Linked DNA regions of Mus musculus: regions 1, 2, 3, 4, 6 and 7 are each linked to region 5. The links are chromatin contacts, called in public ChIA-PET, HiCAR-type, HiChIP or PLAC-seq and promoter capture Hi-C maps. All regions are on one chromosome and are shown on one strand. The core of a region is the stretch at or near the end of the contact, and the rest is flanking DNA. Distances in the headings are between cores, read along the strand shown.

Evidence for each region. ChIA-PET counts read pairs in DNA pulled down with a chosen protein or histone mark. HiCAR-type assays count read pairs that join an accessible place to other places. HiChIP or PLAC-seq counts read pairs in DNA pulled down with a chosen protein or histone mark. Capture Hi-C pulls out chosen DNA fragments and counts their contacts.
Region 1: a contact with region 5 is called in an H3K4me3 HiChIP or PLAC-seq map of embryonic stem cells, with 17 read pairs. The contact joins the promoter of Uhrf1 here to the promoter of Ranbp3 in region 5. A contact is called at or near these places in 17 of 39 promoter capture datasets (the 3T3-L1 cell line, the C10 cell line, the HPC-7 cell line and 11 more), 1 of 15 datasets of contacts at CTCF or cohesin (the NIH/3T3 cell line), 9 of 484 Hi-C or Micro-C datasets (the C2C12 cell line, the HL-1 cell line, Sertoli cells and 6 more), 26 of 115 datasets of contacts at active chromatin or transcription factors (the 230-238 cell line, the HPC-7 cell line, acute myeloid leukemia and 15 more) and 5 of 9 other capture datasets (adipose tissue, embryonic stem cells, liver and 2 more).
Region 2: an H3K27ac HiChIP or PLAC-seq map of T-cell acute lymphoblastic leukemia shows a contact between it and region 5, with 2.6 times the contacts expected there. The contact joins the promoter of Tnfaip8l1 here to the promoter of Ranbp3 in region 5. A contact is called at or near these places in 17 of 39 promoter capture datasets (the 3T3-L1 cell line, the C10 cell line, the HPC-7 cell line and 10 more), 1 of 15 datasets of contacts at CTCF or cohesin (large pre-B cells), 8 of 115 datasets of contacts at active chromatin or transcription factors (T-cell acute lymphoblastic leukemia, embryonic hindbrain, embryonic stem cells and 5 more) and 1 of 9 other capture datasets (embryonic stem cells).
Region 3: an RNA polymerase II ChIA-PET map of memory CD8 T cells shows a contact between it and region 5, with 42 read pairs. The contact joins the promoter of Mydgf here to the promoter of Ranbp3 in region 5. A contact is called at or near these places in 7 of 39 promoter capture datasets (cranial neural crest, embryonic stem cells, frontonasal cranial neural crest and 4 more), 8 of 484 Hi-C or Micro-C datasets (B cells, CD4 T cells, embryonic stem cells and 3 more), 13 of 115 datasets of contacts at active chromatin or transcription factors (astrocytes, double positive thymocytes, embryonic stem cells and 9 more) and 2 of 9 other capture datasets (embryonic stem cells and liver).
Region 4: a contact with region 5 is called in a HiCAR-type map of astrocytes, with 3 times the contacts expected there. The contact joins the promoter of Dpp9 here to the promoter of Ranbp3 in region 5. A contact is called at or near these places in 11 of 39 promoter capture datasets (the 3T3-L1 cell line, 3T3-L1-derived adipocytes, the HPC-7 cell line and 8 more), 2 of 484 Hi-C or Micro-C datasets (both in embryonic stem cells), 7 of 115 datasets of contacts at active chromatin or transcription factors (astrocytes, craniofacial prominence, embryonic stem cells and 4 more) and 2 of 9 other capture datasets (adipose tissue and liver).
Region 6: an RNA polymerase II ChIA-PET map of memory CD8 T cells shows a contact between it and region 5, with 327 read pairs. The contact joins the promoter of Fem1a here to the promoter of Ranbp3 in region 5. A contact is called at or near these places in 13 of 39 promoter capture datasets (the 3T3-L1 cell line, the C10 cell line, the SN4741 cell line and 9 more), 2 of 15 datasets of contacts at CTCF or cohesin (the NIH/3T3 cell line and large pre-B cells), 5 of 484 Hi-C or Micro-C datasets (CD4 T cells, CD8 T cells, the G1E-ER4 cell line and 2 more), 18 of 115 datasets of contacts at active chromatin or transcription factors (the SCID.adh cell line, astrocytes, cardiomyocytes and 13 more) and 3 of 9 other capture datasets (adipose tissue, liver and macrophages).
Region 7: a promoter capture Hi-C map of liver shows a contact between it and region 5. The contact joins the promoter of Ticam1 here to the promoter of Ranbp3 in region 5. A contact is called at or near these places in 20 of 39 promoter capture datasets (the 3T3-L1 cell line, 3T3-L1-derived adipocytes, the C10 cell line and 12 more), 1 of 15 datasets of contacts at CTCF or cohesin (the NIH/3T3 cell line), 5 of 484 Hi-C or Micro-C datasets (the C2C12 cell line, CD8 T cells, cerebellum and 1 more), 21 of 115 datasets of contacts at active chromatin or transcription factors (the 230-238 cell line, the SCID.adh cell line, T-cell acute lymphoblastic leukemia and 17 more) and 4 of 9 other capture datasets (adipose tissue, embryonic stem cells, liver and 1 more).

Annotation. Positions count from the first base shown.
Region 1 is chr17:56,301,761-56,305,486 of GRCm38.p6, reverse strand. Uhrf1 (ubiquitin-like, containing PHD and RING finger domains, 1) reads right to left here and starts at 2,150. Exons shown (of 17, transcript NM_010931.3): 1 at 1,926-2,150; 2 at 237-401. The coding sequence starts at 389.
Region 2 is chr17:56,161,059-56,164,946 of GRCm38.p6, reverse strand. Tnfaip8l1 (tumor necrosis factor, alpha-induced protein 8-like 1) reads right to left here and starts at 2,456. Exons shown (of 2, transcript NM_025566.3): 1 at 2,341-2,456.
Region 3 is chr17:56,182,380-56,186,268 of GRCm38.p6, reverse strand. Mydgf (myeloid derived growth factor) reads left to right here and starts at 2,349. Exons shown (of 6, transcript NM_080837.2): 1 at 2,349-2,530; 2 at 3,554-3,604. The coding sequence starts at 2,378. It also overlaps a transcript of Tnfaip8l1 not described here.
Region 4 is chr17:56,217,570-56,221,257 of GRCm38.p6, reverse strand. Dpp9 (dipeptidylpeptidase 9) reads left to right here and starts at 2,369. Exons shown (of 21, transcript NM_172624.3): 1 at 2,369-2,517.
Region 5 is chr17:56,671,887-56,675,794 of GRCm38.p6, reverse strand. Ranbp3 (RAN binding protein 3) reads right to left here and starts at 2,570. Exons shown (of 17, transcript NM_001252466.1): 1 at 2,384-2,570. The coding sequence starts at 2,405.
Region 6 is chr17:56,254,267-56,258,089 of GRCm38.p6, reverse strand. Fem1a (fem 1 homolog a) reads right to left here and starts at 1,297. Exons shown (of 1, transcript NM_010192.4): 1 at 1-1,297. The coding sequence starts at 1,181.
Region 7 is chr17:56,275,086-56,278,897 of GRCm38.p6, reverse strand. Ticam1 (toll-like receptor adaptor molecule 1) reads left to right here and starts at 2,131. Exons shown (of 2, transcript NM_174989.5): 1 at 2,131-2,204.

The DNA of each region.
Region 1 (3,726 bases), core at 901-3,400, 370 kb after region 5:
AAAGAGTACCAGGCTTCAAAGCACGAGGCCAGCTGGCCAGCTGCTGAGGAGGCCTGCCTTTGTTCGCCCCCTCCTCCTCCCCAGCAGCTGAGGCATCTCCTTCCAGGAGGGGGGCGGGAACTGACTGGCGACTTGAGGGGGGGCGCGGGCCTATTGCTTGGTGGCTTTGAGAAGCAGGGTGCTTGGAACAAAGCTCAGAGGGTGGATGAATGGAAAGGCGCCAGTGGCCCCCTTACCTGTTTGCCCCTATAAAAGAGTCTCTGTAGTTGGGGTTCCACGTGAAACACTTCCTCAATCTTTTTCCTCAGCTCCTGCACCTTGGTCAACCTGGACAGAGAGTTCACGGTGTGGGTCTCCTTCCCATCCATAGTTCGAACCTGGATCCACATGATGCCGATGTACTGGAGAGAGAGAGAGAGGGAGACAGAGGGAGACCCCCCCCTCCAGTCAGTGGGGCCTGCCAGGAAGGAGGAGGGGAAGTAGAGTACCCTCGCCCCGTTACATCGGATTGAGCAAAGGAAGCAACTCCCACGATCAATCTCCTGTAGTCCTGGCCTCCTACATAGGGCAAGACCCCACCCTGGGAGGACCAGGTGGCATAAATTAGGCACTTAAAAGTTTTAATAACCGGCGAGTGGGGACACTTGAATGTGAATTGCCAAAACACTCTGGGTGATCCAAGAACATCCATCCACCACGCTTCCAATGAGGGAAGAGGGAAAAAATGTCCATGGCGGGATAAAGACCCTGGTCGGGCTGAAAAGTGCCAGCAGCTACTCATTCATTCATTCATTCATTCATTCATTCATTCATTCCACGTAGTCTTAAGTCCCAGTAACTGGAACTCGCCAACTCCGAAGCGGACTGGAACCTCTCAAGTCCCAGGAGGGAGAACTCGGTCACAGAAGGCAGGGGCCCCCGCGCACGCACACACACACACACACACACACACACCACTCAGGACTCCCCCAAAGTTCCAGACCCGTGCCTCCCGCGCGCGTACTTAGAGCAAGACACCCCCCCGCCGTGGCCATGGCAACCGGCAGTCCGGGCCGGGCCACCCGTTAGCGCGCGCTTGTGGCCACAAACTCACCTGAACCCCACCCACAGCTGGCTGCCCTAACTTCCCCTCGGGACACAGACCCTGGCCTCCCGGAAAGGCGCTTTAAAGACCCGGGAGGCACAGAGCCCACGCCCACATCCGCCGCCGCCGCCCAGGCCAGACCCCTGGAGCCCCGCCGTTTAAGTTCCGCCCTTCCCGGAGAGCTCGCTGCTGATTGGCTCCTCCCGGGCTACGTGCCCCGCCCTCCTCGCATGCGATTGGCCTAGATGACCTCGGAGACGCCTGGGCGCGCGAAACCCGACTCGGGCGCGACAATTGAATCTCGGGGAGTGTCCGCTCTTAGGCGTGGAGCCGCGTGCACTTCCCCGCCGGACCCCACGCGTTTCCCGCGAACTTTAGCGGCACCCAGGAGAGTGAAAAACCAGGTGCAGCGTGGAGGATTCCTCTCAAGTTGCCCCTCAACGGATGCAGAAGCACGCATGCGCAGTGGCTGTGCAATGCCCCGAGCCACGCGCGGGAAACTTATGCCAAGTTTTCGGGTCTAACCGTGTGCACAGGGCCGGAGAGGGAGGCTCAGCGTGGAGGACACAACTCGGATTCCTCTTACAAGAGGTGTGGAACCCACGCGTGGGCAATGGCCCTCTGCAGATCTCACCCCACGCGCGGGAAAGTTTTGCAAAGCTCCCCCCCACGACCCGGGCCGTCAACGTAGTGCGCCTGACCAGTAAGAGGGCTAAGCGTAGAAGACACCCATCGGATCCCCTGAAGCAAGCCCCCGCAGCCTTGTGTGAGAAGGGTTCCTTTCAGTTTTGCGTGGTGCCCCGCGTGCCACTGTGTGCATAGAACGCGCTCTTCCACTCACCTCTCTCACGGCGGCGATCCGCACTCTCCTCTCCCTTGGAACGCCTGGTTCTAGGCTAGGGCTCTGCGGCTGGGTGACCCAGAAGGGAGCCGCGTGAGTGGCTGAAGACCCAAGTGAGCACTAGAGCGCGGGTTCCTTCCAGCTGCTAGGACTTTTTTTCCCGCGAAAACTCAGGGCGTTTTTATTAGTGTGCACAGGCTGCTGCGGGAGACTTCCACCCCAATTGGGTGGGGAGGGCTCTTGATTCCTGATTGGCTGGCGCTGTGGCGGGAAGCGAGAAAGCAAGTGGGGCGTCCGCATGACTAAGGATCTACCCCACCCCCGGCTCCGCCCAACGGGCCATGGACTTTCCCTGCCGGCTATGCTCACTTTACCAAGAAGGCCCAGTTCCCCCACCATGTAAACCTCATAGCATTCCTGGGAGAGGAGAAAGGGACACCACCACCACCCCGAGACTTCTGACCACACTACATGTCTATTCCTTCTGAGCTGGACAAACTTTGACCTCTTAATCTAAGCAACCCTGAATCTATATTCATATCCCCTAGGGGAACTTGAGGGGTGCCTCCCCACCAGATACCCTGCACCCCATGTCAGGTCTGAGCTCATTGAGTAACAGAACACTACAGATGGTCTCTCATGCTACCCATCCGCAGGGCTTCTTTTCCTGCCTGGTTTCCCCACCCCCACCCTGCCGGTCAGCAAGCTGTCCAGGCGTGCAGGGCCTCCCTGCCCCCTCCACCCCGGCGGCCTGCTCTGTTCTAACCATTCTTGGCGGACACTTGGCGCGCGCTGGGCATCTGTGCAATAACTAGTGGATAGAGAAACCAGAGTTAGGGGGCCCAACTGCTTGTGAGGCACACCCTCCCCTCCAGCATTTGCCATCTCTGGGAAAGCAAATCCTGACCTAGAAAACAGTGGAGAAGAAAATAATGAACATAGAGGACAATTCCAGGTACATCCACAAGTCATGAGGTCAGAAGTGACCAGTGGCCACGTGGGGGCTGGGACAGAGGCACTTCCGGCTGAGGAAGCCAAGGACACATGAGGTATAAAGAAGGCTTAGAGGGGAAGGCAGGAGGAGGCACCTGGACTGGAACAAGTAAGGCATCAGAGGCCGAGTGAAGGACGTTGGTTTTAAAGGTCCTTAGCAGAAAGACTTCCAATTTTTGTTTAACTGTGTTTGTTTTTTAAAAGAGTCTCACATAGCCCAGGCTAGCCTTCAACTTGCTCTGTAGCTGAAGATGACTTAGAACTCCAGAGCCTCTTGCCTCCATCTTGCTAGTTCTGGGCTAACAGGTATTGCACTAACCCCAGACCATTTGTGGGGCTCGGTAGAAGTTGTCCCTCCAAAGATGTTTCAAGTATCTTTCCGTGAGCCCCAAAGGTCTCCAGGCCCTCACCTCTCACCTCCAAGAGCTGGGAAAACAGGGATTTCTAATGGTAAGGAAAGATTTCCCAGATGGTCATTAGCCTCCTGACACCCTCCTGGCACTCAGGCACTTGGAAAGTAAAGCCAGGAGGATCAGGGGTCGAAATCCATCCCTAGCATGGGCTACAAAGACCATCTCAAAAAAATGCATGTAACAAAGATAATTAACATTAAAGGTCAAGGCGAGGGGCTGGAGAGATGGCTCAGCAGTTAAGAGCACTGGCTCCTCTTCCAAAGGTCATGAGTTCAATTCCCAGCAACCACATGGTGGCTCACAACCATCTGTAATTGGGTCTAATGCCCTCTTCTGGTGTATCTGAAGACAGCAACAGTATACTCATATAAACATAAAATAAATATTAAAAAAAA
Region 2 (3,888 bases), core at 1,207-3,706, 510 kb after region 5:
GACCTTTACACATGCTGAGCCCGGCACTTACAATAGTCTTCCTCAGGTTGCTATGTGGCTGTTTTACCCTGGAACTCTCAGATCTCTCCACGAACACTCAGTTCCCCGGTTCCTTCCTCTTCTTACAGTTACTATTATAGTTCAGGACAGAGTCCAGCATTACCAACTGTGAGGCAGGAGGATGGTGGGCACTGGGCCAGCTTCAGTCACTGCTGTGTGCTGGCGACATTAGCTACCACACTTCAGTTATCTCAGTGTTCAGGGACAGTTTATCAAATGACTAAGTAACTTCTCATGGTTATGACAAAAGGAGAAACTGAGTCAGGGGCCTGGGAGCTGACAGATATGCACAGAATAACACCAGGCTAGAACTGGGACTTGAATCCAGCCCTTACCTGGAAGCTCATTGCATTACAACCTTTCCCTGGGGTCCACCCTAAAATTTGGGAGCCTAATGATCTAGTCTGGGAATCTTCCAGAGCTATGCACACGGTCAACCCTACCACGGTTCTTTCTTTGGTCAGGACTACAGAAGACCCCACCTGCACAGCACCCTCTGGAGTGGTTACCTCCGCTGGTTTCCACATGGGGAAACACAGGGTTGGGGCTCAGAAAAACCATGCAGGGGAGACACTGGGGTTCTTGGAGGAGTGAGCTCACTGGGCCCCCGGATCAAGTCTCACTCTCTTTAAGCCTCCACTAAGCCCTGGATGGCACCTGAGTCAGTGGGTGGCACGCCTTCCTGTGGCCATGATTATTTGGCCTGTATGCTGAGTCCCCTCATACGGAATCAGATTTTTGTGAGGTGAGTCCTAGCTTGCCTAGGGCTGAGAGAGTAAACTGAGGGACAAGTCTCTATGTCTCTTCATACCCTCAGGATCCACCACTCACCCATTACGGAACTAGCAGCCCTGGCCCAAGTCTGGCTCACCATGTGTGGGAAGGCCCAGGGCAGGTGTTCTGTGATGACTCTCTTTGTTCTGTTACATTGTACAGTCCCCATGGCCCCGCCCTCATCCCTCCCAGTCACCCACATCCTAGGTGCGGCCCAGATCATGAACTTATTATGTTTTAAAGTTGTCGCTGCCTGTGTTGATCTGCCAGGGTTGTAGAGGGCTCAGCACGCACAAAGGTCTCAAGTGCAAGGACATTCCATGTGGAGAAGAGGCGGCCACTTTGAGGTCCCAGGACAGAAAAACAGGAAGTTTGGCACTCAAAGCCTACATTCCTGTTCTCTCTCTCTCTCTCTCTCTCTCTCTCTCTCTCTCTCTCTCTCTCTCTCTCTCTTTCTCTGTTGGCTGTTGTTTGTTACAGGATCTCTATACATAGTTATGGCTAGCCTGGAACTCACTTTGTAGACCTGGCCTCAAACTTACAGGCATCCACCTGCCTCTATTCTAAGCACTGGGTAAATGGGTAAATGTCCTGGTATATGTTGTGTTTGGGCCGGAACCCAAGGCCTCTTGCTTACTAGGTGAGCACTCTACGCACTGGGCTACACCCTAGGGTCCCTTTTGTTTTAGAGACAGCCTCGGTGTGTAGCCCACCCTGGCTCAGCCTCTCTTTTGTCTGTTTAAGCACCCCCAAGAAGCCTCAGGGAGTCACGAAACAACTGTCCCAAGTCAGACAGGGAAACTGAGGCTTATAATTAAGTTACTTGTTCAAGTGAGTCAGGTTTGTCTGAGCTGTGTCCTAACCCCAAGGCAAGGTGTTCAGAGGCGTCACAGCCTGGAGCTCGGGAAGTGACCCAGAGGCCTGTTTCCAGTTTAGTGTTCCACCCTGTCCCTCTCCAGCCCCGCTGCTCACAAAGGTGACAAACCAGAATATGGTTCTGGAGACAGTGTCTCCATCTCTCTGGCCATCCGCAGCCCATATTCTGGACCCCAGTTTATCCTCCAAACCAACACTGAAAGAGCCAGGAGGCTGCAGACCTGGATCAGGTCACCTGCCAATTATGTGACAGCCACTGTCCCAGTTCCCAGATGGTAAAACTGAGTTCAAGCCCTCGGGCAATGGGAAGCTTGAAGTGCCAGTCCCAGTCAGGGTAACCCTGCACCAGCCAGAGCCACAGTGGGGTCCAGCTGGCTACCTCAGAGAATACCTAGACCATTCTGGAGTCAGGCTGCACACTTGTACAGAGCCAAGTCCATCAAGTGTCCTCTTGAGGACATGTGTTAGGACTATTACAGTAGCCCACAGCAACCTGCTCACAACACCCATGCTCCCACAGTCAGTAATAGGTATACAGAGGAAACTGAGGCGGGATATACAGAGGACGGTGTGGGGATAGGAGGGGACGGAAAGAACCCAGGATAGCCAATGCAGGACCCCATCGCTCACCTGCTCCTCGGGATGTGTCAAGCCTTCAGTTTTCTGTAGGTGCCTCTGTGGGGCCAGAGGCATTGGCCGCTGGATCTGAGCCCGGCCGCTGGCTAGGAGGCCACGCCCCCGAGAAAGGGCTCGCCCCCTCTAAACGCTCACTGGCTCAGCAAATGGTAGCGCACAGGCAGTGTACGAAGGAGCCAATGGCAGCAAGCCTCTGCCAGGAGGTGGGAGGCATGACGCGGGCGTGGGCGAGGGCGTGGTCTGCGGCCGGGAGATTCCTCCGGAATAGCGCCGGCGCTGGGTGCCCAGCGCAAGGGATGCCGTGGCGGGAAAGTGTTGGAAGGAAGAGGAAGGAGACTGAGACAGAGAAAAATGGGGTATACGTGCACCGCGCGACAGAGATCTGAGAGGCCAAAGCGAAGAGAGGCGCCTCCGCGAGACACCTGCATCCCTCTGAGCGGGTCTCAGTTTACCCACTAGGTAGTTAGAGTGTCACCTGGGACTCCCATGACAAATGCACCCCAACATTTGCCTTGCAACAATTTTGGGGTTCCTGAGTACTGCGGAGACTCTCTTTCAGTTGGTGTCTCTGGAGTAAGGGGGGAGGCACTGTGATGACCTCCCTGACAGAGGCCAGACAGGGCCAGCTACCTCCCAGGGGGCAGCTGTGAGACCTGGAAAATCAGTCTGGGAGTGATTCCCACACTCCCACCACCCCCAACCCATCCCCAACACCCCCACCTTACTCCAAACTCCACCCCAACTCAACCACGGGTCTGCACTTCCTGTGCCTGGATGGCCCTGTCACAGCAAGGACACTTGGAAAAGCCTCATCTGCCATCTTCCCTCTTCAGAAAGCCCCCTCAGGTGTTTGCTGACTGCATTCTAACCTTCCTTGCATGAGCCTTAACACACAAAACTAAATCCAGGCTTTTGAGAGATAGAAATTGAGACCCAGAGAAACCTTAAGTGACTTGCCTAGAGCAGCACAGACCCAAGTGGCTTTCCTGATTTCAGATTGTCTGTGCTCTGGGCCAGGAACTTACAAGTTCAGTAGCCATCCCAGCTCTGCCGGGTGCTGAACATGGCCTCTATCTGCTCTGTACCAGGAGCTCACCCTTGTGACAGCCACACAGGACCCTAGACAGAGCTCAGTATCAAAGACAGAGACCACAGCTCTAGGTTTTTCATACCCCAGTATGAGCCAGGGCAATTAGTGTGTTTTTGAGGTGTGTGGGGGGAAGCAGGTGTCACTGAAGCAGGTTTGGGGGCTTCTGATTTTTGAGCACTTAGAGTCTGAGGAACCCACAGATATCATAGGTGTGATAAAGTGGGGATCAAACCCAGCTGTGTGGGTTCAGGGCTAGAGCCTACCCCTCCCACTTGCCTAGAGTCCCGTGGTGAGAGGCTGGGTCGTGGACAGGGTGGAGCCTCTGCCTAGAATTCCCCAGTGAAGCCTTGAGTGGGCTCTTGTGAGGATGTGGACTGTCTTCCCTGGCTCTGCCAGTGTCTCCCTCACCAGGTCCTCACAGAGTCTAGCAGAGGTGCTCTGGTGCGCTTGAT
Region 3 (3,889 bases), core at 1,100-3,599, 490 kb after region 5:
CCTTCTTATTCCAAAGGCGTGTAGGAAACAGAAGTGGGGCTCATGAGGTGGCTCAGCAAGTTAAAACGCTTGCTGCCAAGCCTGACAACCCATCTGGGCTAGAGAAAACTGGCCCTACAAGCTGCCCTCTGACCTCCACACGGAGGAAATACTAGAAAAGATCAACTGACAGTGAAAGAAGAGGATGGGAAGTGACCAAGAGAGCAAGCGGGCGGTGTGAGTGCTTGGATGGAAGCCCAGGGACAACATAGCTCTGAAGTGGGACAGTGTCCCTGCGGAAGGGCATTCTGGGACACTCGGGCCCAGGAACCACATAGCTCTGAGAGGAAGCCTCCTCAGCAGAGGTAATGGGGCTCTTCGGGGAAGAAGGTATTCCCCCGCTGAGCTGTGGCACTCAGGGGCCTCGCCCCATCTCTGCTTTTTCATTGCCTCTTTTCTTCTTGGCTTCTGAGGAGAGAGTCACACCAGGCAGAAAATATCATGAAAGAAATTTATTGAGGAGTTCAGGGACAGCTGCCCTTTGTCTCCCAGGAGCAGACAGCTGGGAATTGGGCCGAGGGGGCAGTGCTTGGATTTCTGAGAGGGGCAGAGATGTCCAGGTTGAGGATTGGTGGAATTTCCAGTGCTGAGCTCAGGGGAGGCTCAGTGATTGGTGGGCTTTTTTTTTTTTTTTTTTTTTTAATGGGAATCTCAAGGGACTAGTGGGTTTTCCTGCTCAGCGATTGGTGGCTTTTTTTTTTCCCACCCCCTTTCCCTGCATCAGGCCCATGGCTAAGGGTGGAAAGTCCTTTCTGGCTGCAGCCAGCTTTTGCTGAAGCGACATCTCTGTGGGACTGCTGGGGGTGGGGTAGGCTGGGGAGGAGATGAGCCACTGTGGACAGCTCCTGTGAGGGCTGCAGGCTGAGATGTCACTGGTGCTGCCACTTTTGACAGCACTTGTGGGACACTTTACTGCAGCAGCCCATAGGCTGGGGTGGAAAGGAGGACCCCGCCACTACTCTGATGGCTTTTGTGGTGCACCGCTCAGGGACTACAGGAGGACTGGGATGGGGCAGGCTAAGGTGGCATCAGCAGCCATTTGAGAGGAAATGAGGTACTTGTAACTAGATAGAGGATCACTTAGCCGTAGAGTCTAATTTTAAGATACTTATTTTCTGTTGTGCAAGGCTGCTTGCCCCAATTCACATGTAGTGAGAACAGCTTTTAGGAGTCAGTTCTACCACCATCTAGTGACCAGGGCTGAAGTCATGGCTGCAAGCCCTTTACTCACTATTCCATCTCGCTGGCCAGTGGAAAGATGGGAAAATTATTCAGCAGCAGAGGGCTGGCCAGGCATGCTCTAGGTCCGGTAACAGCATAGCAACACCTGTGACCTATAGGAAGCTGCAAAACCGGAAGAATTCACTTTTAAAGTATTGCTATTATTATATTATTTTCATGTCTGTCTGTGTACCACATGCATACCTGGTACCTGCAGAGGCCAGAAGAAGACATCGGATCTCTTGGAAATGGAGTTAAAGTTGTAAAGCACCATGTGGGTGCTGGGCTTCAAATCTTGGTCCTCTATAGAACAGCCAGTGCTCTTAATTGCTGAGCCATCACCGCAGCCCTCACAATAAAATATTTTTGAAAAATATGCCGGGAAGTGGTGTCGCACACCTTTAATCCCAGCACTTGGGAGGCAGAGGGAGGTGGATTTCTGAGTTTGAGGCCAACCTAGTCTACAGAGTGAGTTCCAGGACAGCCAGGGCTACAGAGACCCCCCACCAAAAAAAACACAAAAAACAAACCTTAATACACACACACACACACACACACACACACACACACACACACACACACACACACATATATGTAAAATATGTTACAAAACAAAAAACAATCAACAGGTGGTGGTGGAGGCCTACGCCTTAATCTCAGCACTCAGGTGGCAGAGTCAGGCAGATCTCTGAGTTCCCGGCTAGCCTGGAGAGATTTCCAGGACCTTGTCTCGTCAAAACCAAAAAAATAGGACAAATAAAAGTGAAATAAACCATATTTATTAACAAATGGATAATCTAACAAAATTAAACACTGTCAACCCCCATGTTGTCCTGAAGTGAGTCCGGGAGCCCATTTAAGTGAGATATAAAAATATCCGGGGGGGAGGCAAAAGTTACCTGCAAACTCCAACCCAAACAAGCGCCAAGACGAAGTCGCCCTCCAGGCATCCGCGAGCGTCAATCAGAGGCGCTGTAGTGCATCACGTGCCAAGTCGAGTCCCGCCCCACCATGGCAGCCAAATCGGGCGGGGCGACGTTGTCACCGTTCGGCGCTGACGTGTCCCGCGCGTGTCACTCCACGTTCGCGAGCGCCTGCGCATTGCCCCGGAAGCAAGATGGCAGCCCCCAGCGGAGGCTTCTGGACTGCGGTGGTCCTGGCGGCCGCAGCGCTGAAATTGGCCGCCGCTGTGTCCGAGCCCACCACCGTGCCATTTGACGTGAGGCCCGGAGGGGTCGTGCATTCGTTCTCCCAGGACGTAGGACCCGGGGTACGTGCTAAGCCTCCTGCCCGGGAATCGATGCCTATGGACTTCCGATCAGGTGGTCCTGGAGACCGGGTGGAGTGGCAGAGGCAGGGTTACCTGAAGAAGGGACCTGGCTGCCTCGTCTGTCTTCTGTCAGTCACTCCCTACCTGCAAGGCGACTTCCCCTTGCCCATCTCATTGTAGAAAAGGGAATACTGGTTGATAAGAGCAGCGGATCTAGGGGACTGGCTATACAGGTCGCACGTGGGTTACTCACTGAACCCGGACTAGAGCGGGAGCACCCCCCAAGCCTTACACGAGTCCATCACCTCTCCTTTCAGCGAGCCAGCAGTCAGCCTAGCCTCTGCCCGCCCCAGCTTGGCTTCTGGGACAGCGGTGTCCCTAGTGACCATTTCTTGAGACCATTACTATAGTCCTGTGCTTTCTGGCAGGTTTGTGTTGTGGGCAGGAAGCAGTACAAGCTTGTATCTAACAGGAGCCCCGAGTACTGACCTCATAGGTGATGTTCTAGGGATGATTGCTGAAGGCCATTTGACCTTCCTAGGAAATCACAGTGATTTGAGCAAAGTTCTGAGCTCCTGAGAGGAGAGAGATCTGGTGGCCTCTGGAGGGTGTACTGAGGGATGGAACCTAGAGTCTCACATCGGCAGAGCCAGGGTTCTGCCCCGCCCTAGGCAGGGGCTCCACCCCTGAGCCACATCCCTAGCTCCTCATTAGGGGATTCTAGGTGGGACTCCACCCCTGAGTCACCCTCCCAACCCCTCACTGCTGGATTCTGGACAGGCTCAACCCTTGACCTTCTGGGCAGGGGCTGATGTATATCTCAGTCCTTTTTGATCTGTTTTACATCGGGACAGCACCTTGCTAAGTCACCCAGGCTAGCTTATGTCCCAGTTCCCAGTTCTGCGTCAGCCTCCTGGATACCAGAGATGATGTGCATACAGGACCATGCCCAGTATGCTAGGGTCTTGGTTCTGAGTATTGAGATCTTTGCTCTTCAGCCTCCTTTTATTTCTCCTTCTACAGAACAAGTTTACATGTACATTCACCTACGCTTCCCAAGGAGGGACCAACGAGGTAAGTTCCTCAGGGTGTCACACGACTGGTGTCAAGGGAAAGTGGCCAGACTCCCGAGGCTCTAAAGTCCCAGTCCCTTGAGCCTGAAGGACTTCTAGTTGCCTTGGCTTCCGCCTAATGGAATCAGCAGCCCACAGTGCTGATCCCTGACTCTTAGTCTATGTGTAATCAGTGAGCCACCAGAGCCTGGGACAGTCCTCAGGGCAGCCCGTAAGCTGGCAAGAGGGCCGATACCTCAGCAGCACCCAGGGCATCGAGGTGAACTGTTATGAGGTTAGCTGCCTG
Region 4 (3,688 bases), core at 1,120-3,619, 450 kb after region 5:
TACAGCGGAAGACAACAATGTTTTGAAAATGCCAGTACCATGAGATGACCACCAAGAACAGCAGCAGCAGTGGAGTACAGGCAGCTGGAGCCTAGAAGACAATGTGTGTGCTACAAAGAGCAGGGCTGGAGAAGTGACCCAAGCTCTTGGAAGAGCCCGGAAGATAGTGAGTTGGATTCCACATATTGGATGGTTGGAGTCTGATTTTGCTTTTGATTGTGACTGTGCCCTGATATTTTCCCCTCTTGAAGGAAGAAAGTATTTTTATGGAGCCCACAGTTAAGAGACTTTGAATTTTAAAAGATATTGGACATTTTAAAGGGATTGAACTTTAATATTCAAGACTGTGGGACTTTTAAAATTATTTAGATCTTGGGAATGAATAAGAAAGTAAAGCTTGAGGCTTAATAGTGATTGATGTGTTTGTGTATCAAGTTGACAAGGGGTCATTGTACTGGCTGGTTTTGGGTGTCAACTTGACACAGCTGGAGTTATCACAGAGAAAGGAGCTTCAGTTGAGGAAATGCCTCCATGAGATCCAGCTGCAAGGCATTTTCTCAATTAGTGGTCAAGGGGGAAAGGCCCCTTGTGGGTGGTACCATCTCTGGGCTGGTAGTCTTGAGTTCTATAAGAAAGCATGCTGAGCAAGCCAGTGGAAATAAGCCAGTAAAGAACATCCCTCCATGGCCTCTGCACCAGCTCCTGCTTCCTGGCCTGCTTGAGTTCCAGTCCTGACTTCCTTGGAGATGAACAGCAGCATGAAAGTGTAAGCTGAATAAACCCTTTCCTCCCCAACTTGCTTCTTGCTCATGATGTTTGTGCAGGAATAGAAACCCTAAGACACCCTCTTTCTGTCTTTAGTAGTACATGTTCATGTCAAAGGTCTCCACCTCTGAGTGCTGGAGCTGACCCTTGACCCCAGAGGACCTCCTCCCTCCCTCCCCCATCACATAAGTTCATCTTCAAGTTCAAGCAGATGCTGGGGCTTAGGCTCAGTCCCAATCCCCAGCTTCTCATTAACCAGGCATGGTGGTGTACAGTCACCCCAGCACTGGGGAGGAAGAGGCAGGAGTTCAAGATAAATTTTAGCTACATGAGACTCTTCCCCAAAATGGGTGTGAAAAGAAAGGGGTCAGGAGAGAGAAGAGGATGGCTGGAACTGGGGAAGACCAGGAGAGCCGCCAGGCCCTCAGCCACGTCCTGTAATTGTGTAACAAATGGTGTCTCCAGGGAGGGTTCCTGGAAAGGGAACAGGGTTGCAACATCATGTTAAAAATGTAGCTCTCAGGATTTCCGGTCAAAAAGTTAACTAGCTAGGAAGCTAAGTGGGGACACTTCAACAACAATGGAGGATGCTCACTAAATGTCACTCACCAAACAATGGATGCCCTTCTGCAGGAACCCTGTTAGGATAACTTTTGGGGAGTGTGTCTTTATTTACAAAAGCTCTTTAGAGGCTTGAGAGAGGTGGCTCTGCGAGGAGGGGAGTCCATGTCCCAGCACTCATGTGGCCTTAACTCCAGTTACAAGAAATCCATTGTGGGTCTGGAGAGATGGCTCAGTGGTTAAGAGCACTGACTGCTCTTCTGAAGGTCCTGAGTTCAAATCCCAGCAACCACATGGTGGCTCACAACCACCTTTAATGAGATCTGACGCCCTCGAATCTGAAGACTGCTACAGTGTACTTAGGTGTACTTAGATATAATAATAAATTTAAAAAAATTAAAAGGAAAGAAACCCATTGTCCTCTTCTGTCACACTCGCGTGGCTCAGACACAATGCACAGATAAGAAGTAAAACATGAGCCGGGCGTGGTGGCGCACACCTTTAATGCAGAGGCAGGTGGCAGAGGCAGGCGGATTTCTGAGTTCGAGGCCAGCCTGGTCTACAGAGTGAGTTCCAGGACAGCCAGGGCTATACTGAGAAACCCCGTCTCGAAAAACAAAAAACAAAGTAAAACATGGTGTGGGCGAGATCTAGACAGAGCAGGCAGATCTTAGAGTTCAAAGCTAGCCTGATTAAGTGGAGAGTTTCCGAGCGCTGGGATGAGCGGCGTAAGCAATCTGGGACTAGAACCCGGGGCCACCTTTTGGAAGGCAGCTTTCCTAACCACTATTCTACCAATATCTCAGCTTTCTTAGATATTTTTAATAGGTCACTGCAGGGTCGAGCTGGCCAGCAGAACTGGAGCAGGGGTGTCCATCCCGCAGTCCTCTCCCAGACAGCAAGGGGCCACCAGCCTTGCCTTCAGCCCTAAGACGCTCCTGAGCATTGTCCCCTAGAGTTTCACGGACGTTGGTTCTGCCCTGACGTTACCCAATCAAAAGCCTCTGCTTCTGCAGCTCAACTTCCGGGTCAAAGGAGGCGCAGCTGGCGGGTCCCCCCGGTGTCCGCCGCCTTCGCTGTCCCCCCGCGCCCGCCACTTCCGGGCCCTCGTCTTGGGCATGGAGCGTCGCGTGTGAGGCGCCGCCGGCCCCGGGGACGCCCTGCTCAGCTTGTCCTCCGCGCCACGCTCGGGTGAGCAGCGTCCGGCCCCGGCTCGCCGCCTCCCGCCCCGGCCGGCGCCGTCCGCCCGCCTCGGCGCCGCGCGCCCTGTCCTCGTCGTCCCCGCCGCTCTGGTCGCCGCGCTTCGCCGGTTCCGGGCCGCGCCCAAGAGCTGCTGCCGCACCGCTGCGGAGACGCAGCCGCCAGCTTCATCGCAGAGCGCGGCTCAGCCCGGCGTCCGCGCAGCCTCCGCCAGCCTCCGCCAGCCTCGTCTCTGCCAAACCCTCCCTCCCGGCCTCATCCTTCCCAACCTGATCCCCTCAAGCCTCATCCTCTTCCATCTTGATCTTCTAAAGCCGGATCCCCGCAAGCCTGATTCCCCTCCCAGCTTGATCCCTCAAGCCTGATCCCCAAAACTTGATCCGTCCAACTTGTTCCCTCAAGGCCTGATAGTCCAGGTTGACCCTCCTCTCAAACCTGAAATCCTAAAGCTTCATACCCCAAAGCTTGAAACCCGCAGCATGAACCTCTCCAAATGACCCTACCAGCCTGACTCTTCCAAGACTGGTCACTCCCCAAGCCTGATCCTTCACTCAGCCCTTATCCTCTGCCTCAGTTTCCACATTGTCGCATGCCAAGCTTGATACCCTCCCAGACTAAAATCATATCCTCTGTCTCATCCCTTTCCTCCCCGGATTAGCTTGAACCCCCTCAGCTTCCAGCATTCATTCCCTGCATCTTGAGCCCCACCCTTAGGATCTCGGCCTTAGGCCCATCCATCCCCTCCCCATCCACGATTTTGCCCAGCCTTTGACCTCAGCGGCCTTTTTGCTGCCTGTTACCCAGGCTCCCTCGGGAGCCCCCAGGGCAATCACCAACCTGCTTTCGAAGAGTTGGGACTGGTGCCCAGGAGGTGTGGACCACAGTCGCCAGTTCCCTGCTGGGTCCCAGGGAGACCGCACACTGAGGGACACGTCTCTTCCAAGTACAACCCAGGGCATGTTGGCAGCCCCGAGGGGCTGGGAGGCTCAGTTAGAGTCGAACCAGGTAGATAGGGTTAGGCACAGGCGGAGACTCCCGCCCGCATGGAAAGTGAGTGAGAAGAAGCCACACACATCACCGGCCCCTCCATCTTCACCGGCCCCTTCATCCTCACTGGTTCCCCAGTTCACACCAACCACTCCATCCTTGCCAGCCCCTCATC
Region 5 (3,908 bases), core at 1,321-3,820:
GAGCCCAGCAAGGAAGAGGAAGGCAGGTCAGAGCAGAGCAGTCAGGAGGAAGGGTCTGTGTAGAAGCTACTCTAGCTTCTGATTAAGGTGCTGGATGAAAAGAGGCAGAAGGGAAAGAGGCCTCCTTGGAGGCAGTGGAGGCAGGCACAGAAGAGGACTCCTAAGCACTTCAAAGTCTTGGGGTAAGAGAAAAATTCCCATTGACAACCATAACAGGTTGAGGTCTGGGTGACTTTCTGGGATGGGATTCTGTTCTACACAGGATATTACCCACTATAAAGGAGACCTCCATGGCACGAGCCCCATGTTCTGTATATTCCAGTCATCCCAGCACTTGGGAGGTAGAGTCCGCAGGGTCAGGACTTCAAGGCTAGAGCTGTGAACCTGAGAGCAACCTGGGCTATATGAGACTCTGTCAAACCAACTAAAATCCCCTAATTTTTAAAAGGAGTCTGTGTTTAAAACACACCCATGCCACGCAGTAGTGGTGTACGCCTTCAATCCCAGCACTTGGGAGGCAGAGGCAGGCAGATTTCTGAGTTCAAGGTCAGCCTGGTCTACAAAGTGAGTTCTGGGACAGCCAGGGCTACACAGAGAAACCCTGTCTTGAAAAACAAACAAACAAACCAACCAACCCACAAAGCACATCACATCAATCTCTACTTCCCTGGCTCCCTCTACTGCCTCCATCCTCAATGGCTTGTGTAAAATAGGTAAGGGGGGGGGGGGGGCGGGGCGGCTTACCCAGACTATGCAGGTTCACACAGCTCTGCTTCCTGACCTGCCTCTAGTAACTGACTTACCTGCATCTACCCTTCAAGGCCTGGATGGAGTGTAAATACCTCCCAATGCCCAGTCCCTCCCAGTGTACTCTCTGAAGGACCCCATGTCCCTGGGTGTTCTACAGAAGCCTCAGACTACATGTCACTGCATAGTGCATAGTGAAGTACCACGTCCCTGCTAACAGCCTGACTGTAGTTGTTAAGGAAAAAGGACAGGGCTGAAAATAGACCTCTGGGGGCTAGAGAGATGGCTAAGCAGTTAAGAGTACTGACTGCTCTTTCAGGGGTCCTGAGTTCAATTCCTAGCAACCACATGGTGGCTCACAACTACTGTAATGGGATCCTATGTACTCTTCTGGTATGTGTCTGAAGACAGCTCCAGTGTACTTAGATAAATAAAAATAAATAAATCTAAAAAACAAAAAACAAAAAAAACAGACCCTGAAGTCCCCAAACTGAACCCTGGAGGAGCCCCGAAGGGGCCACCACTGGGTGTCAAGCATCAGGCTGACTGAGAAAGTGTTACATCCCAGAGTGCTCAGGGAGTCAGGGCCACGGGGCAAAAGGGGGTGTGGAAGCAATTAGTATATCAGTGCTCAACCTGTGGGTTGCCACCCCTTTGGCAAATGTCTAAATAGGAAATCCAGAAACATTTACATTACCATTCATAACAGTAGCAAAGCTAGTTATGAAGAAGTAACAAAAATAATTTTATGGTTGGGGTCACCACAATGAGGAACTATATTTAAGGGTCACGGCATTAAGAAGATTGAGAACCACTGAATTAGGAAATACAGATCAGGTGGCCAAGCCTAAATCAGGGGATGTAAGCTGCACTCCAAAGGACTCTGAAGACTGGTAGGAAGAGACGTGCAGGTTCTGCAACAACTGGGTAGTCCTACCATATTCAAACCCCTTAAATGGGATGTCGACTCCAGAGGGGAGGTTTCACGGTGTCAAAAATAAAAACGGGATGTGAAGAAGCAGTTAGGAGTTTCAAGATCAGATGGCCAGGCCTAAATGGGGGGCATCAAGTGCACCTCAAAGGACCTGGAGCCCTGTGGCGGGAATAGGGGCGCCCGGTCCGGGTTTAAGCAGACCTCGGGGTGTAAGCTACAGGTCGGGGTGGCCGAGCACCTTCGCGGGATGAAGGAGAGCCGGACCTGAGCCTGAGGCTATGCCGGGGAAGGAGGCCCAGGCCCCAGGCGAGGGAAGCGGGGAAGGGAGCGTGGCGGGCTGGGCCCGCGAGCAGGCTCGGAGGTCTCGCCCGCCTCGTTCGAGGCCGCGGAGCCGCGTCTCAAGGCCCGTTGGGCTCCCCGGGCGGCCTGCGAGGCCGGAAGGCGTGGGGTGGGGGTGGGGGGTGGGAGGCGGTCGCGGCGCGGCCGAGGAGCCTCGAGGTCGGGAGGAGGCAGAAGCCGGGGCTGCCGCGAGGAACCCGGCCGGGGACCAGACTCCACGGTAGGGGGGCCCGCTGGGTGCCCAGACCGGGTGAGGCCGAACTCCCACAACCTGAAGCGCTCGCCCTTCGACTCTGGGGCTCCCTTGACTTCCCGCCCCGCGCCCGCCTGCCGCCAGCTGGCCCCCGGCGGCGCCTCCCCTACCTTCGTTCGCCAGGTCCGCCATTTTACTTCCTTAAGCCCTCCCACAAGGCCCCGCGCCCGGCCCCCGGGCTCCGAGGGCTTTCTGCTGGGAGAGTTCTGCGCCTGCGCATCCCATAAGCCAGCGCCGGTGTGAGGAGGAGGGAAGCTCGCACCCGCTAGAGCTCCGGCCGCGCGCCTGCGCAGTAACGGCTCTCCGCCCGCCTCTTCCCGCCCGCAAAGGGAAGAGGGTGTGGCTAGCGTGGCACGCATGCGCACAGGCAGCGCCAGTTTGCTATTGGTCCTGAGCTCCTAGCATTGGCAGCATGTTAAGGAGGTGGGGGGGGGGGAGGAGGATGGCCGAGCCCCACGCATGCGCAGGAGAGACGTGCCGCTGCTTGCTGTCCTGACTGCCATCCCGCCACTTTCTCTGTTTGTTTCTCTGGCGTGAGCCTAGGTAGGCTTTTTAGCGATTCCGCGTACAGGAAGGAGTGGCCCATGTCCCTGAATCAGAAGCCAGGCCCTTTCACACAGCTTTCCTATGGCTATTTGGGGTGGTTGAGGAAGAGGCAAAGTCAGAGGTCACCCTAGATTTCAAACACAGGATGTCCTAATAAAACTAGACTCTTAACCTCTCTGGGCATTAGACTTGGCATTGGTGCGCACGCCTTTAATCCCAGCACTCAGGCAGACGCAAGAGGATCTCCGTTTGAGAGCAGCCTGGTCCAGGGCTACACAGACTATGTCTTGAAAACAAACAAACAATAAGTAATAAGAAAAGATGTATTTGTGTATGAGTGCTATGTGTGTGCAGTGCCTACAAAAGGCTAAAAAAGGAAAGGCTATCCTGGAACTGGACTGTGGGTGACCGGTCTAAGCCAACTATGTGGGTGCTAAGAACTCAGGCCAGGCGTGGTGGCGTACGCCTTTAATCCCAGCACTCGGGAGGCAGAGGCAGGCGGATTTCTGAGTTCGAGGGCAGTCTGGTCTACAGAGTGAGTTCCAGGACAGCCAGGGCTATACAGAGAAACCCTGTCTGGAAAAAAGAAAGAAAGAGAGAGAGAGAGAGAGAGAGAGAGAGAGAGAGAGAGAGAGAGAGAGAGAGAGAAGAAGAAGAAGAAGAAGAAGTAAGGAAGAAAGAAAGGAAGGGAGAATGGAAAACCAAACCTATATTCACCTTTGCATACTGACAAGACACCTGAAAGCAGCTACTACGTATTTTAAATCTGGGTATACTCCTATAGATCTGTGAGATAGGGAGACACTGTCACAGTGTAGTCCAGTCTGGTCTTGAACTCAAAATTCTCCTGCCTCATCTTCCCAAGTGCTGGGGCCACAGATATAGAACTCACTCTTGCCGGGCGTGGTGGCACATGCCTTTAATCCCAGCACTTGGGAGGCAGAGGCAGGCAGATCTCTGAGTTCGAGGCCAGCCTGGTCTACAGAGTGAGTTCCAGGACAGCCAGGGCTACACAGAGAAACCCTGTCTCGAAAAAAAAAAAAAAAAAAAAAGAGCTCACTCACACTTTCTTTCTCCCCCCCCACCCCC
Region 6 (3,823 bases), core at 48-2,547, 420 kb after region 5:
CAGCGCTCGAAATTCCCGGAGTCCGCATAGACAGCACCCCGGTACCGTATGTAGTATGAAGTGTCAGGATGTGAGGGGCCCAAGATTCTCTCCCGTATCAGCAGCGCCTGCATCCGCATTTCATCAGGATCTGTAATGAGGGCTTCCAACTCTTGGGGTGTAGTCACCTCCCTGGAATAGTCATAGGCCAGAACCAGTTGCTGGGGCTCCGGCTTAGGGAGGTAGCCTCCACCCTGGTGACGGAGTTCCATCGCCCTTCTCCAGTGCTTCAGGGCTCCAAGCAGATCCCTTTTCTTATCCACGTAGGTGGCACCCAGCAGCTCCAAAGCTTCCACAGCTGCTTCCCGGCTGGTAGGGCAGCAGCTCTCATACGGTTCTGCTTCTTCTGGGGTGGAGCAGTGGTTTCCTGCCACCTGGGAGGAGCCTTCCCCGGGAAGCTCTGTCCCTGAGAGCTGCTCGTGGCCCGGCTGTTCCTGGATGAGGTACTCCACGATGTTGGTGTGCCCGGTGACGCTGGCGGCCAGCAGCGGGGTCATGCCATAGCCGTCGCGCTCCATGCGCGCGTGGCAGCCCAGCAGCAGCTGTAGGATCTCCAGGCTGCCAGATTCTGCACAGTCGTGCAGGGCGGTGTTGCCCTTGGCGCTGCGCCGGTTCACCTGTGCGCCGCGCTCCAGCAGGTAGCGCGCGATCTCGCGGTGGCCCTTGTAGCAGGAGATCATAAGGCACGTGTGGCCGTGGCGATTGGCCACCTCCAGGTCCGCCTTGTGCTCGCCCACCAGGTAGCGTACCACGTCCAGGTGGCCGTCGAAGCAGGCGGCGCGCAGCGGCGTGGAGTTGGTGCGCGTGGTGCGGTTGACCGAGGCGCCTCGGCGCAGAAGGCTACGCACCACGGCCAGGTGACCCGCGGCCGACGCTGCCCAGAGCGGCGGCGCGCCCTCGATGGTCTCGCCATCGAAGTGCACGGAGCCGCTCGCCTCCACGCTGGCGCCGCAGTGGTCCACCAGATACTCCACCACGTCTAGGTGTCCACGGCGCGCTGCGATTAGCAGTGGCGTGCCACCGCCGGCCACCTCACCCAGCAGCTCCTCCAGCTCCTCACGCCCACGGCCGGCCAGCAGCTTCTGCAGCAGCGGCAGCTTGCCGTCGTGCGCCGCATTGTACACCGCTGTGTGCAGATCCATGCTGGAAGCCTCGCTGCTGGATCTAGCCGGGCCGCCGGTCGCCAGAGACAACCTTCACCTTCTCCCGGGCTGTCATCTTAGCGGGTCTCCGGGAGGAATAAAATGGCCGCCGCGAAGGGGCGAGGACAGAGTGTGCACAGGCATGCTGGGAAATGGAGTCCTATGAGCGATCGCCCGCCGAATGATACTGGAATCAGAAAAGCGAAAAAACTACATTTCCCGAAAGGGATAGGGGGGAACCGGTGACAGGACGGCAATTTCCGCCAAGCAAGGCCAATGGTTAGTGCGATCCTTGGGAAATGTGGTGACATACTTCCTGGTATTGACTCTAAGGCGGAGATTGCCGGCAGCATGTTCTCACTCAGTTCCCAAAAGGACGTCTCTCAAAAGGGTCTCAGTTTTCAATTCCTACCATGCAAGTCTATAAAGTTGTATGTGACCCTGAGTATTTGATGACATACTTCCGGTTACTGTCACTGACACAGACTCTAGACAGGGCAAGAAGTCCGAGCTTTAGCTCGAAGAATACTGGGCGAGGTACCATTGAAAGACTACAGTTCCCATCATGGAAATACACCATGTTTTGAGGGGCTCTGAGCAGCTTGGCCAGGTGATAATGTGCATTCTGTCATTCATGTCAGAATCCACAGGAAAACATGAAGTGGGGGAAAAAGGAATTCGCTTCCCACAGCGCCGTGGGGCACCCGCGAGACGAAATGTAAATAAAAAGCCTCCCTTCGTATCGGGCAAGGCTCGGCGGCCCTTGCGGACGACCCAGGGTAGCGTGGTGCTGTACTTCCGGTTTTCGAGGTCGCGCAGGCAGGAAATGAATGGGCCTCCGCCTCCTTTGCGGACTACATTTCCCAGCGGGCAACAAAGGCAACTCCCAGCCAATCCGGAGCGAGGTGGAAGGCGAAGGGCTTCTACGAAAGGCTTGCTGACCAGCAGGGGGCGCGCGCCGAGTGTAAGATCTTGAGCTGGCAGCGCACCCCAACTCGCCTTTAGCTATTTGCAGAAATGTTAGGCAGTCTCGATTTTCACGTTAGCTTTTCTTTTTCTTTCTTTCTTCTTTTTTTAAGGAGCCACATGCGGGGCTAGAGAGATGGCTCAGTGGTCAAGAGCACTGACTACTTATCCAAAGGACTCTGGTTCAATTCCCAGCACCCACATGGTAGCTCCCAACTGGTCTGTAATTCCAGTTCAAGGGATCTTACACTAATGCACATAAAATAAAATTAAATAAATAAAAAATTTAAAGGCCACATGCTTTCCCTCCATCCGCCAAGGCCAGCAGAGGGCGTCGGGATCTTTGCCGCTGGAGTTACTGGTGGTGTGCGCATCCCTATGGTTGAGAGTCACAGCTGAACCACTGCTCCAGTTCCTCAAGGTCTTTTTAAAGATCAGTTTGAGGTAGGATTTCATGTAGCTCCGGTTGATGTCAATTCCCGGGACCCTCGTGATGGAAGATGAAAACTGATTCCCAAGGGCTGTCCTCTGACATCCATACATGTTCTGTAGCACATGGACACACACAGAGAATAAGAAAAATAAATGTAGTTTAAATTTGTATTATTGTGTGTGCACACACACACCGCAGCACAGGCACAGAGATCTGAGGACAACCCTTGGGAGTCATCCTCTTCCACCGTGTGTGCGTCCTGGGGCTCAAACTCAGGTCATCAGATTTGGCAGCAAGCACCTTTGCTTGCCTAACCACCTCACTAGTTGTTTTTCTTTGTTTTCAATATGATTTGTCTTTCTGTACTCCCTCAGGCCTGCAGTGAGTCAGCTCCAAGGAGACTGGGGGGGGGGGGGGCTGTGCTGGTGGCCACTCCAGCTCCTGTCTGCACCTTGTGTCTATCCATACCTCAGCCTGTCTCTGCTCTGCATAGCTCCTCTTCAGCTTCTGACATTTGCTTGTCTTGCACAGGCTGCTTGCCCCTGGCACCCCACTGCGTGTGAATAGCCATAAGCCACCTCGGAACCCCTGACCAGCAACTCTCATGTAGAGCCACAGCTGAGCCTCTGGCACGCACTAGCCATGCAAGAGACTCAGACAATTAGAGCTTCACCAGGGCTCTCCCACTAGGTGCATATCTCCAGGCTGTGGTGGCACAGGTGCATGCCTTTAATCCCAAAACCCAGGAGGCAGAGGCAGTTGGATCTCTGAGTTCGAGGCCAGCCTGGTCTAGAGAGTGAGTTTCAGGAAAGCCAGGGCTACACAGAGAAACTGTCTCAAAAAAAAAACAACTATATATTTATTATTGTTTATTTATATTGGTTTATGTACACATATACATGTGTATATATTTAATATTTTTAAAGATTTATTTATTTATTATATGTAATACACTGTAGCTGCCTTCAGACACTCCAGAAGAGGGCGTCAGATCTTGTTACGAATGGTTGTGAGCCACCATGTGGTGGCTGGGATTTGAACTCAGGACCTTTGGAAGAGCAGTCGGTGCTCTTAACCGCTGAGCCATCTCTCCAGACCCTTAATATTTTAATACGTATGTTCTTAAGCACCCAGAAAGTAGAAAAGGTGGTAGCACAGATCCCAGAGTTGCCAAGCCCAGGCTGGGAGGACCTGCTCATTCTCTAAACAGTTGCTGATGGGGTTTGGGGAGGAAAGGAGCTTA
Region 7 (3,812 bases), core at 882-3,381, 400 kb after region 5:
CTTCTTCCTTCTGTCTCTACTCTATGCACAGTGCGAGTCTTCCCACTTTGAATGTTGGACGTGATCACTTGTGACCCTGTGGGGACAGCAGGAAGGGCCTGCTGCCTATTTTCCCTCCGTCTCTGTGATGTATGGAGAAGGGTCAGTGTGACAAGCTGAGCCTGCCAAATATGCCCACAGTCTGTTCCCCTTGATCTCAGGGAAGGTGGGGACAAGAAGATCTGGAGTTCAGGGTCATCCTTGACTACCTAGTAAGTTTGAAACTAACCTGGGCTACTTTGAGACTATGTTTCAAAACAGCAAAACTCGGGGCAGGAGAGCTGCCTGCTGTGGTAAAGTGCTTGGAGTTGTTTGGTTTGCGGTAGAAACTGAGAAAACTTACTTCAGAGACAGAAGCTTAAAAAATAAAAGCTTTATTTTCTGCACTGGCAGGGAGGTGGCCAGTTGGGGATCTGAACCCTGATGAGAGACTGCACGACGCTTTTTATAGGATGGGAACACAAAGCGAAGGGGACCTGGGTACTGACCAATCATATCTTGACACAAAGGGTTAAACAAGGACTTAACACTGGTGACTAGGTCTTATCTGGGTCACCTGGTTTCAGGGTCCTTGAGTCAGCTTTTACAGCCTAGTCCCCTCCTGGACTCTGACCTGGAATCTAGTGTGGTGAAGGACCAAAGGAGTGGGTGAGCCGCAGTAGTCAGTTAAATCAAGGCAGGGACACACTAACGACTTGTGTGCTTTAGTTTGGATAACTGGAGAACAGCATCTTCCTTCCTTACAGCCTTCACTGGCTAACAGACAAACATGAAAGATCTAAGAAGCAGGATAGGAGTTGTATTCTGGGGCCTGGGAACATGAACTCAGTCTTGACCCTGCCAGCAAGATAGAACTTGTTTCTGAGATGGCTGGACTCAGGAAACTGTCTCCTAAAGATGTGACCAAGAGCAAACACTTGATGTCAACCTCCAACTTACACAAATACGTGTGCATATGTAAGCATGAAAATGTGGAGAAGTCCGTCTGCTACCTGCTTTGGGGAGATGAGTGTCCAGAGTCTGGGAGAGATTGAGTTCAGTGGCATGAGGCAGATACTCCTGCCTAGACTCCCCAGCAAGAGGGTGGGGTGGTTCTCCTTTGTGCACCTCATCTTCCAGTCATAGTCCTCTGGGAACTGCTGCTTTTCTGTTTTCACAATTTAGTTTTATCAGTTTTAAAACATGCCATAGGGCTGGAGAGATGGCTCAGTGGCTAAGAGCACTGGCTACTCTTCCAGAGGTCCCCGAGTTCAACCCCTAGCAACCACATCCATCAGATGTGGCTCACAACCGACTGTAATGAGATCTGATGCCCTCTTCTGGTGTATCTGAAGAGAGCCAGAGTGTACTCATACGTAAAATAAATAAATAAAGCTTTAAAGTATGCCTGTAATCTCACCATCTAGCTGAGCTAGGAGGATAGCCCCAAGTCCCAGTATGCATACACAGACCGTTTCTCAAAAGTAAATACCCAGAAATCTCCGACAAATCTTTGTGTTGTGTCTCTGTGACGGCTCAGCAAGTAATGGTACTTGCGGTTCTTTGACCTACATTCATACATGCCTGCATGCACATACATACACACAACACCAAGTAAAATCAAGTAAAGAATTAAAAATATTTACAACCTAACAGTTGTATAAAACCTTGTGGCCTCCAGCACTTCTGTTTACTTATCTTGTATGAACTTATTTTTGAGATGGAGGTCTCACTCTGTGGGTCAGGCTTCCTTGGAACTCTGGGCAATCTCTCTGCTTTAGTTTTCTGTGTGATGCTGGACTGACAAGTGTGAGTCATCAGGTTCCCAGTGCACTTAGCCACATGGTGCTTTGCGAATCCCCAGAGTATGTCACTAGCTGAGCTCTTTGGCTAACAGCTTAAAGTTCTCTGTGGGCGGAGGGTTCCTTCTTCCTTTCCCCAGCTCTGGCCTCACAAAGTACAAGTCCTGCCTAGTTCCACGTGGCGCCAGGACACTGGGCGGGAGGGCAGGGCTTGGCTCAGCTAGATAAGATTACACGCTGACTTCATCCCCCCCCTACCCCCCCCCCCAGACCCGGAAGGGAGGAAGGGGCGGAACCGAACGCTCCCTCCTCCCTTCTCTCTCCTCCTCCTCCAGCAGCCACCAGGGACCGGGAGATCTACCAGCTCAAGACCCCTACAGCCAGGTAGGATGAAGGCAGAGGGAACAGGACGGCGGGCCGGCGGGCATAGGGTCGGGAATAGATGCTGGGCCGGCCACCTGCAGGCTGCCAGGTTCCTCAAGTTCTTTCCCATGGATACTCAGATCCGCAATCCAACTCCTAACTCCCAAACCAGCCCTGTGACCCTGGGTGCTCGCTCAGTTCCTAGTTACCCCCCCCCCCCCCCAACCTCCATGGCTAGATCTTCTAAGTCCCAGGTCTTCTCCAGCCCCAACAGCGAATCCTCAACCCTCTCCACCCTCAATCCCTCCCGTTGTCGCTATTTCCTGATCAGATCTGCTTTCTCTACCTCAATGTTCCCTGTCAAAATTCCTGCCCCAGACTAACACAGACACCATCTACTACTACCTGTGGGGACTGGCTTGCTGCACCTTCTACAGTCAACTATTTCCGGCCCCTGGATACATGCAAGGTCACCCTGGCAGTACAAAGTCCCTGAGTTCCAGAGCTGACAGTCAGCAGAGCCTGGAGGAGGGCCCCCCTGTGCCAGAGACTAAGTTCTGCCAGGGAGAGAAGGCCAGGGAAGAAAGAAAGAGGCCTATTTACCCCATCCACTCACCATCCACCCATCCTGGTTTCTGCTGTTCTGGGGATATCACACAGTCTCTTAGGCATGCTGGATGCTTTTTTTTTTTTTTTTTTTTTTGAGACAGGGTTTCTCTGTGTAGCCCTGGCTGTCCTGGAACTCACTCTGTAGACCAGGCTGGCCTTGAACTCGAAATCCACCTGCCTCTGCCTCCCAAGTGCTAGGATTAAAGGCCTGAGCCACCATTGCCAGACTGGCATGCTGGATGAGTGCTTTACCCACTGAGCACATCTCCTCCCTCTTCCTAACTCTCCCCTCCCCCTCCCCTTCTCCTTCCCTCCTTCTTTCTCTCTCTCTCCTTACTCTCCCCTTTCCTCTTCCCTCTCTCTTAAAAATAACTACCTTTATTTTTGTGTCATTTGTGTTATTTGTATCTTTTTTTTTTTTTTTTTTTTTTTTTGGTTTTTGAGGCAGGGTTTCTCTGTGTAGCCCTGGCTGTCCTGGAACTCACTTTGTAGACCAGGCTAGCCTTGAACTCAGAAATCTACCTGCCTCTGCCTCCTGAGTACTGGGATTAAAGGCGTGCGCCACCACGCCCAGCTGTGTTATTTGTATCTTAAGACAGGGTGTATCACTATGCTGACCAGGCTGACCTGGAACTTACCTAAGTGGACCCTGATCTCTTGGGTTCAAGAATCCTCCTGTTGTTGGGCAGTGGTTGTACATACCTTTGATCCCAGCACTCAGGAGGCAGAAGAGGGTGGATCTCTGAGTTTGTTTTTTTTAAAGATTTATTTATTATATATAAGTACACTATAGCTGTCTTCAGACATTCCAGAAAAGGGAGTCAAATCTTGTTACAGATGGTTGTGAGTCACCATATGGTTGCTGGGATTTGAACTCACGACCTTCGGAAGAGCAGTTGGTGCTCTTATCCGCTGAGCCATCTCACCAGCCTGGAGTTTGAGGCCAGCCTGGTCTACAGAGCGAGGTGCAGGACAGCCTGGGCTACACAGAGAAACCCTGTCTTGAAAAACCAACCCCCC